Regions from separate parts of the Mus musculus genome. Here regions 1 and 2 are each linked to region 3. A link is a contact called in public promoter capture Hi-C data. All regions are on one chromosome and are shown on one strand. The core of a region is the stretch at or near the end of the contact, and the rest is flanking DNA. Distances in the headings are between cores, read along the strand shown. Region 1 holds the start of Comtd1 (catechol-O-methyltransferase domain containing 1). Region 2 holds the start of Vdac2 (voltage-dependent anion channel 2). Region 3 holds the start of Rtraf (RNA transcription, translation and transport factor).

Region 1 (4,235 bases), core at 1,177-3,676, 2.0 Mb after region 3:
CAGCTAGTCCCCAGAGGGTTGGTGGTGTGTGGCAGGGACTCAGTTGTGGGCTCACACATCTGTACTTGTAGCAGCTGCTAAGTGCACATCACTTGGGCCTTTCTTACCCCAGAGTGGCAAACCTGTGGTGTCCCAGAAACTGTCCTTTCTGCCTCAGTACAAAGAACTTTACCTTTCTTCTAGAGCAGCAAAGCACCAGGCCTCAGGTCAATAAAGGTTGGCTCCTTATAGTGTCCCCCAAAAGGACAGTGCTGCAAAAGCTTCAAGTTCCTGAGGTTTCTTGAATGAGGTTGGCTTCCCACTCTGTCTGCTTTGCACCTTGGCCATCAGTCTCCTCCCTTAGGACTTAAGGGGATGAGGGAGCAGATAGAAATGCCAGCCAACCTTAGGTCCTGTAGTCTGGGCTTCCACTGCACACAAGTTAGGCTGGGGAGGCTTCAGCCCTGTGAAAACATGAGTAGACTGCCAGCTATAAAAGGCCCTATCTCGACATCTCTGTGGCATGTGGCTGGGAGGCCAGAGACAGATAGGGTCTTCCCTTATATCCAAGCCTGTTGGAACTCTACTCAGTGAGTACAGCTAGGACAATTTATTAAAACTATGCGGTCAGATAAGGCCACAAGCCTTGGTGCCAGGGAGACCTGCAGGGAGGGAACCCTCCACCAAGTGAACGCTGGAAGAGGATGCTCAGAAGGTCGCGTGTCCAGTACCTTTATTGTCAGGTTTAAAAGTCAGGTCACTGGCTGGGGGTCTTAGGTTCTCACACCCAGGCCCTAAGCTTCGTGTTAACCCTAGATCTTAAAGGCCAAGGAGAGGCCATCATCCAGGGGCAGGAGGCTGATGTAGACCCTGGCGTCCCTCAGGATGCGTTCGTTCAGGTTCCGCACACATTCAACAGTCTTGTTCCTGGGCTGAGGCTGCAGCACTTCTCCGCGCCACAGGACCTACAGATGGAGGGGCGGGGCCGTCGGAAGTGGGGGGTAGCCGACCCAGAGCTTTAGCCAGGAGGGGCGGGACCTATGATACTCTGGGTGGGCTTTGGGGCGGGGCTGGGGGGTGGGGTGGGAAGAGCTGAGAAGAGTGGGTACCCAGCCACAAGAAGCAGCAGTTTTGCCTTAGCTAGTCCTTACTCTGAGTACAGCGAGCACGCCTCCGGGACGTAGGAGCTGCAGACAGCGCTCGTAGTAGGCGGTACAGTTCTCTTTGTCCGCGTCCACCACGGCTATGTCGAAGGTTCCGGCCTCGCCCGCCGCTAGGAGCTCATCTTAACAGGGACAGAGGGCATGTGCCGCTGGCTGAGCTAGGGTCTCAGCGGGCTGCTCAGGGTCGCCAGTTTTGTTCCCCGGGGTTGGACAGTGCTGTCTGGGTCCCTCCCGCACTGGTGCTCACCCAATGTCTGCAGGGCGGGCTGCAGCCGAAGGTCGATCTTCTGCTCCACTTCTGCCTGCGGAAGGAGGCCGGTCAGGCCGGCACGCCCCCGAGCCGGAGCCCGAACGGCCGCAGGTGTGGGGCTCTCACCTGCTTCCACATGGGCCGTCCCAGCTTCGGGGGCTCTGCGTCAACCTCGCAGGTCACCACGCGGCCAGCCTCCGGAAGCGCCAAGGCTAGGGCCAGGGCCGAGTAGCCCGTGAAAGTACCTGTGGAAGGGGACACTGTCAAGCTCAGTTCAGGGTGCAGGGCTGCCCTGTGACCCTGGTTTCCAGAGACCATGGCTGCGTGTTCCTACCCAGATCCAGAGCTTTCTTGGCCTTAATGAGCCGCGCCAGGTTGGCCAGAAGCTGGGCCTGTTCACAGGTCATCATGGAATCCCCCTGCGGCTGCTCCAGGGTCAGCTGTGTGGGGAGAGGGAGGTGCCATTCATACCAGTCACCCCCCCCACCTCCCCCCTGAGGTTTTGAATCATTCAGGGGCTCGGTGGCGGGTGTGGCCTAGAGGGGACAGGTCTCAGGGAACCCGGAAGCCCAGAGAGGGTTTCTGCCTAGCTCAAGGTCACACAGCCACGTGAGGTCCACCACGCTGGAAGTGGGGAGCCGGTTCTCGGTCCCAGTCCTACTGACCAGTCGCAGGCTCCGCAGCGCCGGGTGCTCTCTCATGGAGCGGCTCAGCAGATACTGCCACAGGGGATTGTCCTCAGGTGGCAGCAGGCGCTCTTGCCGCCTGGACCCCCATGGAGGCCACCGTTTCCCTGCCGGGGAGAGGGTGCCGAGTCAGGGCCTGCATTTCTGACCGGGTTCTCCGGCTCTTCTCCGCGCCCTCCTCCCATTCCCCGGACTGCAGCAGCCCAGCCCAGCTCACCCAGCAAGAGACCAGTAGCGAAGGCGGCGCCCAGCGCGGCCGAGCCCAGGGCCAGTGCGGCTGGGATAGATAGCCGAGGGACGGGCTGAGCCATGGTGCAGGTTAGCAGCGGCGGCGGAGGTCACGTGTGCTGGAGTAGCGAGGATGGGACTGGGACCAGTAAGCCGACAGGGCTCCACCTTGTCCGGGCCCTGCCCACAGAGCCGCGTCCTCGGGCACCATCTGGTGACACATGGCCGTATTGCAAGGTCAGGCTGAGAACATCTCGCCACCCGGTGGCTGCATGCGGAACTGCGTCGGGGTATGGAGTCATCTCTGCACCAGGGCTCTTGTGAGCATGGGGAGAGGGGATAAAGTGAGTGTGGCTAATGGAGGAATCCAAAGAGACTCGGGAATGCTTGCTGGAGGGGTGCCCAAGTTAAAGGAACCAAGAACCTGGTTTAGAGTCACCTGGTTTCCAAGACAGTATCCTTAGTGGCTGGGATGCTGGGTGTAGCTTTTTTGTGTGACGGTCCGTCTTTCCGAGTCTGTTTCTTTTCTGTAAAGCAGGTATTACAGCCTTACTACGATAGGCACGGGATTCCTCGCATAGTAGGTGCTCAATAGTGGTACTTGCTGTTATGGTCATTGGCTAGAGAGGGTTCCTTGGGAAGCGGTAGCATCTTGGCAGGCAGCAGCTGAGTTCCCCTTGCAAGGCTATCTGCTAGACCGGTGTTCCCTAGACATTTATTGAATATCTACTATATGCTGAACTCTGGTGGAAGCAAAAGACTGTGGTAGTTTATGACTTGGAAACAACTGGACAGGTACAACTGGAATGCAGTTCAAGTGTTACTGTCCCTCTTTTTTCTACAGTGAAATCCTTTCTAGACTTCGCTCACAGGAGACTCTGCTGACCTGCCCTCAGGGACCTAGCAATTGCTTAAGGCATCACCTGCCCCGCCCCCCACGTACGACAGGTATGTGCCACAGATAAAAAGACCCCCACCCCACTCCAGTCCTTTGGCCCCCTTCCCCCCTCCCCTGGCTTCATTCCCATCTGTCTGTCTACATAGCCACTTGCCAGCCTCTAGTCCTCTTCTCCCAGTAAACCCCCTTTATACCAGAACTGTTGCACAGTGTAATTTCTCAGGGGTGCACCTTGCCTCGGGCCACCAAGAATACTGTCTTGCAGAGTTATATTTCACAACACTCACTGCACACAACACCCGATGGAGTTCCGGTTGAAAACACCCGCACAGTGTGCCTCACACACAGGCTTAGTAGGCTATTGGTGCTGTCTTTAAGAGCTGGAGTCCACAGGGCCTCAGAGGTGGTTGCCCTGGAAGTCTGTTTCTTAACAACACTGGCCAGGCCCGGAGACCCTCCGGAGGCAGGCAGACAGGTGCAGGATCAGTGAGAGAGCCCTAGACCTGGCCAACTGAAGCCAATGCTGCTAGAATCCCGGGCCTCGGAGGTGAGGGCAGGTCTCCAATCACAATCAGGGTAGACTGGCTTCTTGACCTATCAGCATCTGTGCAGGGTGCAGGCAAACAGGAGGGGAACCTACTTTCTCTAGGGGCAGGGCGGGATCTCAGCTGCTTCTCCTAACTGCTCCTGGAACAGGCCCCTTAGACAAGCTCTTTCTTCTTGTTGACTCTCAATGACTTGAGAGTCCTGAAAATATCTCTGAGTTTGAGTCATGCTCTCCAGGTAAGGCCCGAAGAAATGTGAGTTCCTTTAGGGCTGAGCACACAGCAGGCACTAAATACGTGCTGGCGGGGCCACACTGCGGCCAGTGATAACAACGGGGCCACACTGCGGCCAGTGATAACAACGTGACAACCGGAAGCTGTTACTTAGCACCTGCTGGGTACCAGGTGCTCAACACCCAGCCATCCCTTGAAGCAGCGGTGTTGTTCCAATTTTCAAGAGAAGGAAAGTCCTGAATTGATCATCTC
Region 2 (4,658 bases), core at 822-3,321, 2.0 Mb after region 3:
GGAGTCACCATCTTTCCCACCCCTGTAATTCTTTGCTTAGGCTGGAGTTTGTCCCCAGTGGCCATTAAGCACCACCCACATACTTTACAGAGTAAAGCTTCCGACTTTTGTGTCAGAAAATGATGTCTCTGGAGATCAAAACTTGTGACAGGTAATACAGAATAGGAATAAGCCCTGCTATAGGCAATTGAGGTAACTAATTTAGCAGGCTGAGTTTTTCTGGAAGGCAGTGCTGAGGAGGCCAAACTCTACCACAAGCATCACACAGCTGGGGCAGACTGTCTCCCGTGGGCCAGGTCCATGGCAGACCAACCTGCCTGAGCTTGGATGAAGGGATGAGTCAGGTGCTGGAGCCCGATCTCATACACACAAAGACTCTTCCCATTTCACTTTTTACAACACAATTCCAGCTGTGAGCAGGTGAGGTTGCTGGCTAGCCTTGCTCCTGGGAGAGAAACATACCAGAGTGTAACTTTAAACTTGGGTGTTGGATTGGGGGGAGCCCACCTAGCCATCTTTCCTCCGGCTTAGGAGGAGAGTGATGACTTAACAGTACTTGAGTAGAGGAAGAGTTCAGAGACGATTGAGTCATGAGTGCATATGTGTGGGTGTCTTTGCTCTCAGTCCAACTGTATGTCTATTGAAGATTATTAAACAGCATCTTAGAGATGAGGGAATTGAGGTCCACAGGCTAAATTATTTGAGTTTATTGAGCTGAAGTGTCAGTTGTCTCCATTTTAAATCTTCTGTATGGCTGACGTGTGTGTGTGTGTGTGTTTTGAACAGTGTCTACTGCTCTTCACCTTTTACAGAATTTAGAGAACACGGTTTGCAGGCCAGGTTGACAGAGCCCCCGTGACCCTCTTGTTTCTATTTCTGGAACTACTACTGGCTTTTAATGTGGGTGTTGGGTGCTGGGGATCCGAGCTCAGGTCCCCTTGCATGCACAGCAAGATAAGGGTTCTTACTCACTGAGCCTCCGATTCTATCTTTATTATCCTGTTTGCCTCACCCTGTAGTTTAGCCTCAAACTGGTCTCTATTATTATTATTTCAAGACAGGGTTTTTCTGTATTGCCCTTGCTGTCCTGGAACTCTCTCTGTAGACCAGGCTGGCCTCGAATTCAGAAATCCACCTGCCTCTGCCTCCCAAGTGCTGGGATTAAAGGTGTGCACCACCACTATCCAGCGGTCTCTTATCTTTATTAACCTTTTGCCTCACTCTGTAGTTTAGCCTCAATCTGGTGTAATTTCTCTGCCGCCCAGATCTGGGACTACAGGTATAGGCATCAGGACTGGCTGCTCCCTCCCTCTTCTGGCATATCTAAAGAACTTGAGAGCAGCATTCTAATGACTGGTCAGCATGAATCCTACAGTTATTCCCTTGTCTCTCCAGGCCTCTCAACCAGGGGAAGCTTCTCTTCCTAGAGCAGGATGTGCTTCTGCGCGTGTGTGAACCCATACCATATATGGGTGAGACGGAGGCTGCAGGAGCGCAACCCTGAGGCTCCGAGAGAAATGCCCAGAGACTGGCTCAAGTTTGTTCCTTTGGAGCCCAGCCTAGTCCCAGCAGGGGAGGACATGGCGGTGGGCGGTGAACCGAGATGGGAAGAGCATGGAGGCTGCACTTGGGGAGAGTGTTTCATCCCCCTCAACCCGGACCTTAAGTTCAGACCTCCAGGCTGGGACTCAGGGAGGAGGCTGAGAGGGTGCACGTGACCCTGCGGGGCACATCGCCCCGCCCCGTCGCGACTCGCGTGGCCACTCCCATCCTGACCGCGCGGGTGCCGTTGCGCCGCCTCCGCCGTTCCCAGGTCCTCGCCTCTGGGGCTGTCCTGGACATTGCCTAACCCGAGGCCCCGCAGCTCCTGCTCGCCCCGTCCCCGCCGGACGGTCCGAGACCGCTCACCCAAGGAGACCGCCGTGCTCTCGACCCACGTGGTCACTCCGGAGCAGGTGGGAGTGGGCAGCGGGCGGAGCGGCAAGGACAGGCGCGGTAGACAGCCCGGGCGGCCGCGGCGGGGACCTGGCTGGGGGAGGCCAGGCTTGCGGCGGGGCGCAACGGTGTCTCCTTCACTTCGCCCTCCAGCCGCGGTGGCTGCAGCGCAACTTTCAGATAGCGGAGTGGCCTCAGCTGCGAGCCGAGCGGTGGCGGCAGCGCCCCTCAGGACACCCGCAGGTACTATGGTGCCCGCCTCTTGCCGACTCTGGGGCCTTAGGGCGGGCCGGCAGCCTGAGTGAACTCAGGGCGGCCCTGGTCCCCTAAGATGGCCGCAGCGGCCCCGGCCCCTTTCTCTAATGTCCGAGCTCCCCAGGGGACCCTTTGACTGTCCCCTGACCGCACTTCTTGTCCCTTTCACAGATCACCTTTTCCCCGCGACTTCGCCATGGCTGAGTGCTGTGTACCGGTATGCCCACGGCGTAAGTAGCACAAGAGGTGTTTGCGCGATGGGGCCATGGGGGCTGTGCTGTTCCTCTTTAGAGAACCATACCTTGTTCCGCCGTGGCCCACATGATGCCTGCAAAGACTTGGAAAGTTTGCTTCTTTGCGCGCCCCCTAAGTCTTACACTGCCACTCTGTTGACGGACGTGGTGCTGGGCTGTTGGGTTGCAGATAGGGGGGCTCGCGCCTGGGGCGTTGGTCCTTGGCCGCACCCACCCTTGGCTTTTGGATATGTTACTTACAAATCCGAAAGCAAAACACTTAGTTGTTGAATTCCATCTTGGGGTTCGGGGGGGGGGGGCGGAGAGTTAGAGCAGTCACTTTGCAAGAGGAAGTAGTTCGCTGTCTGCCTGCACAGGTCGAGTGCACTACAAGGTCATTACACGTGTTCCTAAGGGCGTGGATGTGCACTGGAGAATGAATGAGCTGCTCCTGGAGCTCGGATTCCTTGCCCTTAAGCCTCACGTTGTCGGAGGACTTGGGGGACCGTAGTAATGTGTTTAAAGTGCCATTTGATATTTAGTTGCTGTAGACATAGATGGTTGTATTTTTTGCCCGTGTCTCAATTGTGCCAGTTCCCAGAGTGTTGGTTTTGATTTTGGAAGTCCTTCCCAAAGGTTTGTTAGGGGAGAACGCCTAAGCTTAAATTTTGGTTTTTATCTCCGTTAAATCAGTCACCTTGAGTTTTGGCAACTGTGTAGGCAGTAGACACTTATGTTTAGGAATTAGAAAGGCTTCCCCCATTCTTAAAACTTGGTAGAAATGTCCCAGGTTTGTATTACCACATAGCTATTTAGAAATAAGTTTTTGTTATGGGTGGCTACTTTAGAATAACATTTATTGAAGTTCTAGTGGCATCAAAACCCACTCCGGTTGAACTGCTTGAATGTAAATGTTAGCAGTAGGTCCTAGTAGTAGCTCACATTAACTGTAGAATGTTTCTTTTGACTAGCGATGTGTATCCCTCCACCCTATGCTGACCTCGGCAAAGCTGCCAGAGACATTTTCAACAAAGGATTTGGTAAGGACTTTTTTCCCTTTTAAACATAAAAGAGAAAAATATATGCTTGGACCTCTTGAAAAAAGTTAATTGCTTTGCTTTTCTAGACTGAATACCCTGCTGCACTCATGCCTCTGCCAGCTGCATGTGTACCCCACTTTCTTAGCCTTTCTTCGGTCACAATTGAAAAGCTTGTTCTTTTTATTTTGTTGTTGTTTTTTGGTTTTGTTTCAAGACAGGCTTTCTCTCTGTAGTCCTGGCTGTCCTGGAACTCACTCTGTAGACCAGGCTGGCCTTGAACTCTCAGATCTACCTGCCTCTGCCTCCCAAGTGATGGGAGGCGAGTACCACCCCACTCCCCACCCCCTAGGGAGAGGGGAAAGCCTGTACTTTATTCTTTTAAGTGACAGTTCAGACCATGGTTGGATAGAGCTGCCTAGAATTACTGTTTTATTTTTGTGGTTATGACTCTGGGTAGGTGGAAACCTTAGAGTTTTGAGTCAATTTTTGTGCTTTCTTGAAAATTGATTGTTTTGCACATACCACTACCCCTTGCTCTTTGGTGATACCCTTTTGGGATAAAAGTCCTAAGTGTGTTGCCATAAACAGTAGGCCAGTCTGAGGAACTGATTTTTAATCTAACGTTTAAAAATGGCTTGAAAAGGGTGCGGCAGGAAGTGGAGCCAGTTATAGGACACTAGGCAGCGCTACTGTCACCTTAGCAGAGCTGACTGCTTGTAAATGTTCCTTCATGTGCTGTGCATTTGTCCATTTCTGTCCCGGACTTTGGGATTATGTTCACAGTACTTTGAGTGTGGGTATACGTCTTTTCTGCAGAAGAATCATATCTTTGCCCTCTCTTTTTGAAGGCTTTGGGCTGGTGAAGCTGGATGTGAAGACGAAGTCATGCAGCGGTGTGGTAAGTTATTGATTCGTTTTCACGAAGCTGTTAATTTCATAGCCCATAAATATCTACAGCTCTTTTCCCTTAAGGAGGCAGAAGCTAATTTGTTTTGAATGATTTATGTGTAGTCTGATTTATTGGCTTTGTATGTGATTTCTGCATTTCACATGGTTTTGTTATATTCCTTTATTATGTATGTTTTACCATGATTGCATGGAGAAGTTGGGAAAGCCATTGCTTATTTGGGACTGTCTACTCAGGTAGATGACAAGCATGAAGGCCGTGACTCCTGTAACCCTTTCTCTTAGTACC
Region 3 (4,784 bases), core at 1,915-4,414:
ACCTTTCAGTGAAAACTTCAGGGATAATTTATAAATTAATATGTTTTAGTAAAAATTCATTTTCTAACCAAAAATTTTATTCCTTTAATGAAACAAACAAGTCTCATTCATTAGATTTGGCCACGATCAAAAGCCACTTTGTGAGTACTGAATGCAAGTTAATAACTTAAAATCTATATTAATTACCAAATAGATGTTTCCTAAGATACCTTAAACAACATTTCTAATAGTATTTGGGTGACTTATGATTTTTTAAAAATATTTATTTATTTTATGTAAGTACACTGTAGCTGTCTTCAGACACTCCAGAAGAGGGCATCAGATTTCGTTATGGATGGCTGTGAGCCACCATGTGGTTGCTGGGATTTGAACTCAGGACCTTTGGAAGAGCAGTCGGCACTCTTAACCGCTGAGCCAACTCACCAGCCCGATTTATGATTATTTTACTATCTGTCAGGATCTTTTAAACAAGCAAGTGTCTCTAATCTCTGCATACTTTTTCATTTACAAGTGAACCAACAGAAAACACTAGCACTATATTTTAAGATCTTTAAAAGCCCACTGAAAACTGAAAAAAAAGTTTAAGGGTAAATAAAGATAAACCACTACAAGTAGTTGCAGTGGCAAGAAGCATTAGGCCTTGGTATGGGTAAACATTTATGGGAGAGGCCTATCAGGTATGTGGCTTGTGAACAAGAACAGAGACAGCTGCAGTGGTGGTGGCACATGCCTTTAATCCCAGCACTCCGGAGGCAGAGGCAGGCAGATTTCTGAGTTCAAGGCCAGCCTGGTCTACAGAGTGAGCGCCAGGACAGCCAGGACTACACAGAAAAACCCTGTCTCAAAAAACCAAAACACAAACACACACACACATACAAACAGAACAGAGACAGCTGCCACTGTCATTCCCATTTGTTGATGACACTGTAATGACATAATGTGGTTTTTTTTTATAGAGTTTGGAAACAATTACTCCTGAAAGAATATTACTAAAATTAAAATAAATCAATGTGAAACAATTCTAGTCACAAGATCATCCACAGAGCGCTTTTAGGGGGCATCTGTACCTCACCTACAAGAATAAACATGACAGTTTCAAGTTTCAGGCATGGAAATGATGCTCTTAATGAGTATGTGCTAGTTTGAATGAGAATGGCCCCCATGGCTCATAGATTTGAATGTTTGGTTCACAGTGGGTGGAACTGTTTGGGAAGGATTAGGAGGTGTGGCCTTGCTGGTGGAGGTGTGTCACTGACGGTGAGCTTCGAGGTTTCAAAAGCCATGCCCACCCCACATCTTTTCCCTTCCCACAATTCCCAGTGAGCTCTCTGAGTCCTCCTTGAAGATAAGGATGCGAGTTCTCAGCTATGGCTCCGGTGCTCTGCCTGCCTGGTGCCACACTCCACACATGATGGTCATTGATTCACCCTCTGAAACTGTAGGGAAATCTCAGGGTAAATGCTCTCTGTTAGAAGCTGCTTTAGCCATGGTATCTCTTCACAGAATAGAAATGTAACTAAGACAAGGACTCAAAAGTATATTGCTGCATTTTCGTATCTAATGTAACTAAAGCTCCAAGAGACGTGCTGTGCTCTTCTGGCCTCTGCGGATACCCGACATACATATAAACACATACACACACATACATACATACATACAAATTATGTAGACAATCCTATTAAGGAATGCCGTGACATTTAGAAAATGATGTTTAATCCAAATACTGACAGCTCGGTTGGAGATAATATAATTTGCTTTAAAAATCAAAACAACAGAGTTTGAATCCATGGAGTTAGCTTTACTCACACTGATCACTATTATATCTTAAAAGAACATAGGAATTTTCAACTCAACATACAACGTTTACAAAAGTTCTCTGTGCTTCCTTCTACTTCCTGATTCATTACCTTTTCAAAGAACTTGGGCCAGTCACTGCTGTGGATGTTTCTCAAGTTACCTCTGTCTTCAATCTTGTAGTGTCTGATTTTCTGGTCTTCAAGCCAAACGATAAAGTTTCTAAATTCTGTTTCATCTGCAACGAAACATCATATATCAAGTCACTAAAAGCCTTTGTGATCCTTGGTGGCTTTCTAACCTGCAAACACTACATTAACTGACCCCGAGGGAAGTCAGCAAGAGCTCAAAGTTCAGACTGCAGAGCCATAGATACCTGGCTCACTGCAATAGACTCAAATTCTGGATGAGCCTCAGAAAACCGGATACACTTTCTAAGCTTCAGATTCTTCAGATACAAGATGAGGAAAACGGGACTTACTTCGTGGGGATGTTTTGAGTATTGAATGAATTAAACATGCAGGGCACAGTGTTTCCTATGTTTTATTAGAACTCTGGTTCCTTTAGAGTTTAAGGGGCATTGGGCAGGTAAAAACTTTGAAGCAAGCCAATAGAATAAAATAAACTAGAAATAAACGATTAAAGCACCCTGAATACAAATATTAAAAACTGAAAGCTAGGGGACAGTGTACAGTTACCGGGACGCACCTGCTTCCTTAGATCCAACCCCTCCAAACACCAAAACCCAAAACCCTCAGGAAAGATCCTCATTTTACTCGTCAGAAAACTGAGGTCTCAACCCCCAATTTCGGCTCTACCGCCACCCAGCAATCTTGAGCCAAGTAAAAGCCAAGTAAAAACCAGGACTGACCCTGATATGCTTCTGGAGACCAAACGCTGCCACCCCGCTTCTACCGGTGCGTCCTGCACAGCGGAATGAGGCCCTGGTCCCCGCCTCACTCTCAGTTTCCCACTGGCCCGCAGGACTGGAATATCTTTTTTTCTGAACGGTTCCACTTCCCTGGCAGCCGGCCACGAACTTTCTGCGCGCCCCGAAGGGCATCCCCGGTCCCCTCCCCTACCCCGCAGGTGCCCGCCGAGCCGCCCGGGGGCCGGGAAGCCTGCCGAGCGCCTCAGGGCAGCGGCTGCCGGGTCTGGGTCCGGGTCCGGGCGGGCTGGGGAGGCGCCGTCGCCGAACCCCGCGGCCGCCACCCACCTTTGCAGTTGAAGCCTGAGGGGTTGTGGTAATCCAGGGCCGTGAGCTTGCGTCGGAACATGGTCCCCGCTGCTCGCGCTGGCCGCCCGGGCCTCCGCCGGGACAGGAGAAGCGAGGTGAGGCGGGCAGCGCAGGCACCGGCGACGCGGCGAAGGGGCGGGGCGGTGACCGACGCTCCGACGGACGGCGGACGGAGCCAATCGCGGCTTAGGAACGCCCGCAGCCCGCAAGCGCTGGCCAATCATCGCTGCTGCTTAGGAGGCGGGGCCACGTCGGTGCACGTCGACGCTCAAATAAACTTTATTGTCAGCTTCCTAGTTGTACAATGGACCGAAAGCAGGTCTGAAGCTGCGATTCGTGGATCTAACTCCTTTTCTTGCAACAGTAGGCAAAACCAAAACCCAAAACCAAAACCAAAAAAAAAAAAAAAAAAAAAATGTCTGTACGCTTTCTCGAGTCGGCTATAGCTCTTATTGGCTCAGAGTTGCTGTTTAATATCTTGAGCGTATTAATTGCTCGTCTTTGAACGCTGGTAATACAAAGATCGAAAAGAAAGGTCCCTGCAGGATATTCTTTCGGACTAATTGGAGTGATGTGGAGATTAGATACAACCCCCATGCCATATTTCAGTTTGTCCCCAAACAGTGAAGTCAGAAACCGGGAACCTGCGTTTCCTTCTCCTCAAACCTCTCAGTCACTACCTTCAGTGGGCCACTAAGTCCTGCCATCTCTTCTCTCTCATCCTTTCTTGCCTTTCCTGATGTATTTTCCCCACTCTGTAACGCGACTGATAATCTAAAGCGCCCATTTAAAACTTTCTTCTTATCTTTTAGCAAAGCTGTCGGTGCTTATGATCTAAGTTGCATGCTTCCAGGTTTTTGGCCTCTTATCCAAATATGCAAAAGCAAAATAGTTTTATTTGAAGCAATGCTATAGTGCAAAGTTACAGAATGACAGCAGGCAACGCGAGCAAAAGTACCAAGTACCTCAGGCTACAGCCTGGGTCTCTTCACCGGTCAAGAAAAAGGAGGCGCTGGTTACTAATGTGAATGATCCTTTATTTCAATTGATAGATCAGGTTATACGATCATTTCAATACTGCTCACGTCCCTTCCAATAATGCATCTGGCTTTAATCACATGCACAGGCATATGAGAGTAAATAAGAGATTCTTCTTAAAAGCTTATTAGAGGACATAGTTTCCCCTTAATTGTGCCTATACCCCAAGCAAGTTCAGGCCATCTTGACCCTTCTAATCTTTATACCCCATACATTGGGAATATACTTGAATAAAAACTGTGTAGGTGTGATTGGTACTAGGGGTGAAGAAACATTATTATTTAGAGGTAGAAGTATATATAATCTGGGGAGGTTAAGGGAGTTCCGAGGTGCCAGGTAAATTGTTTGGAGAATTTTTGGTTGTGTGTGTGTGTGTGTGTATGTGTGTGTGTGTGTGTGTGTGACTTACCAATGAAGGAACAAGGCTGCCAAGAGCATCATTGTAAGAGGGGCTATGTGAATAACCAGAAACAAATTGGGGTTCCAAGCTATCCTCTCTCCCATGCTTGCCTGCCTCAGGAACTGCCTGCTGTGCTCTAGAGACAATCAAATGCTCCTACTGGATTTAAGACCCTTCCCATTCCGTTACAAATTGTTTTCCAGATACAGGCGAGCAGTGATGAGCAGGACAGACTGGCTGTCTACTTTGATTCCATTTAAAAGACCAAAAAGGGAGGGTGGGAGGGACAAAAGAGAGAAACAGTGGCTTGGAGAT

The links. Promoter capture Hi-C pulls out the DNA fragments that hold promoters and counts their contacts.
Region 1: a promoter capture Hi-C map of pre-B cells shows a contact between it and region 3, with 6 times the contacts expected there. The contact joins the promoter of Comtd1 here to the promoter of Rtraf in region 3. A contact is called at or near these places in 2 of 39 promoter capture datasets (liver and pre-B cells), 1 of 115 datasets of contacts at active chromatin or transcription factors (large pre-B cells) and 1 of 9 other capture datasets (liver).
Region 2: a promoter capture Hi-C map of liver shows a contact between it and region 3, with 5 times the contacts expected there. The contact joins the promoter of Vdac2 here to the promoter of Rtraf in region 3. A contact is called at or near these places in 6 of 39 promoter capture datasets (the C10 cell line, fetal liver, hippocampal neurons and 2 more) and 1 of 484 Hi-C or Micro-C datasets (CD4 T cells).

The regions. Positions count from the first base shown.
Region 1 is chr14:21,846,484-21,850,718 of GRCm38.p6, forward strand. Comtd1 (catechol-O-methyltransferase domain containing 1) reads right to left here and starts at 2,427. Exons shown (of 7, transcript NM_026965.2): 1 at 2,296-2,427; 2 at 2,058-2,185; 3 at 1,727-1,832; 4 at 1,519-1,637; 5 at 1,390-1,444; 6 at 1,131-1,264; 7 at 1-944. The coding sequence starts at 2,389. The coding sequence ends at 792. It overlaps A430057M04Rik (RIKEN cDNA A430057M04 gene), which reads left to right and starts at 1,095. Exons shown (of 3, transcript NM_176925.3): 1 at 1,095-2,596; 2 at 3,151-3,254. The coding sequence starts at 2,388.
Region 2 is chr14:21,829,490-21,834,147 of GRCm38.p6, forward strand. It overlaps Vdac2 (voltage-dependent anion channel 2), which reads left to right and starts at 2,072. Exons shown (of 10, transcript NM_011695.2): 1 at 2,072-2,178; 2 at 2,362-2,420; 3 at 3,395-3,463; 4 at 4,312-4,361. The coding sequence starts at 2,387.
Region 3 is chr14:19,820,659-19,825,442 of GRCm38.p6, forward strand. It overlaps Rtraf (RNA transcription, translation and transport factor), which reads right to left and starts at 3,165. Exons shown (of 8, transcript NM_026528.3): 1 at 3,011-3,165; 2 at 1,908-2,032. The coding sequence starts at 3,071.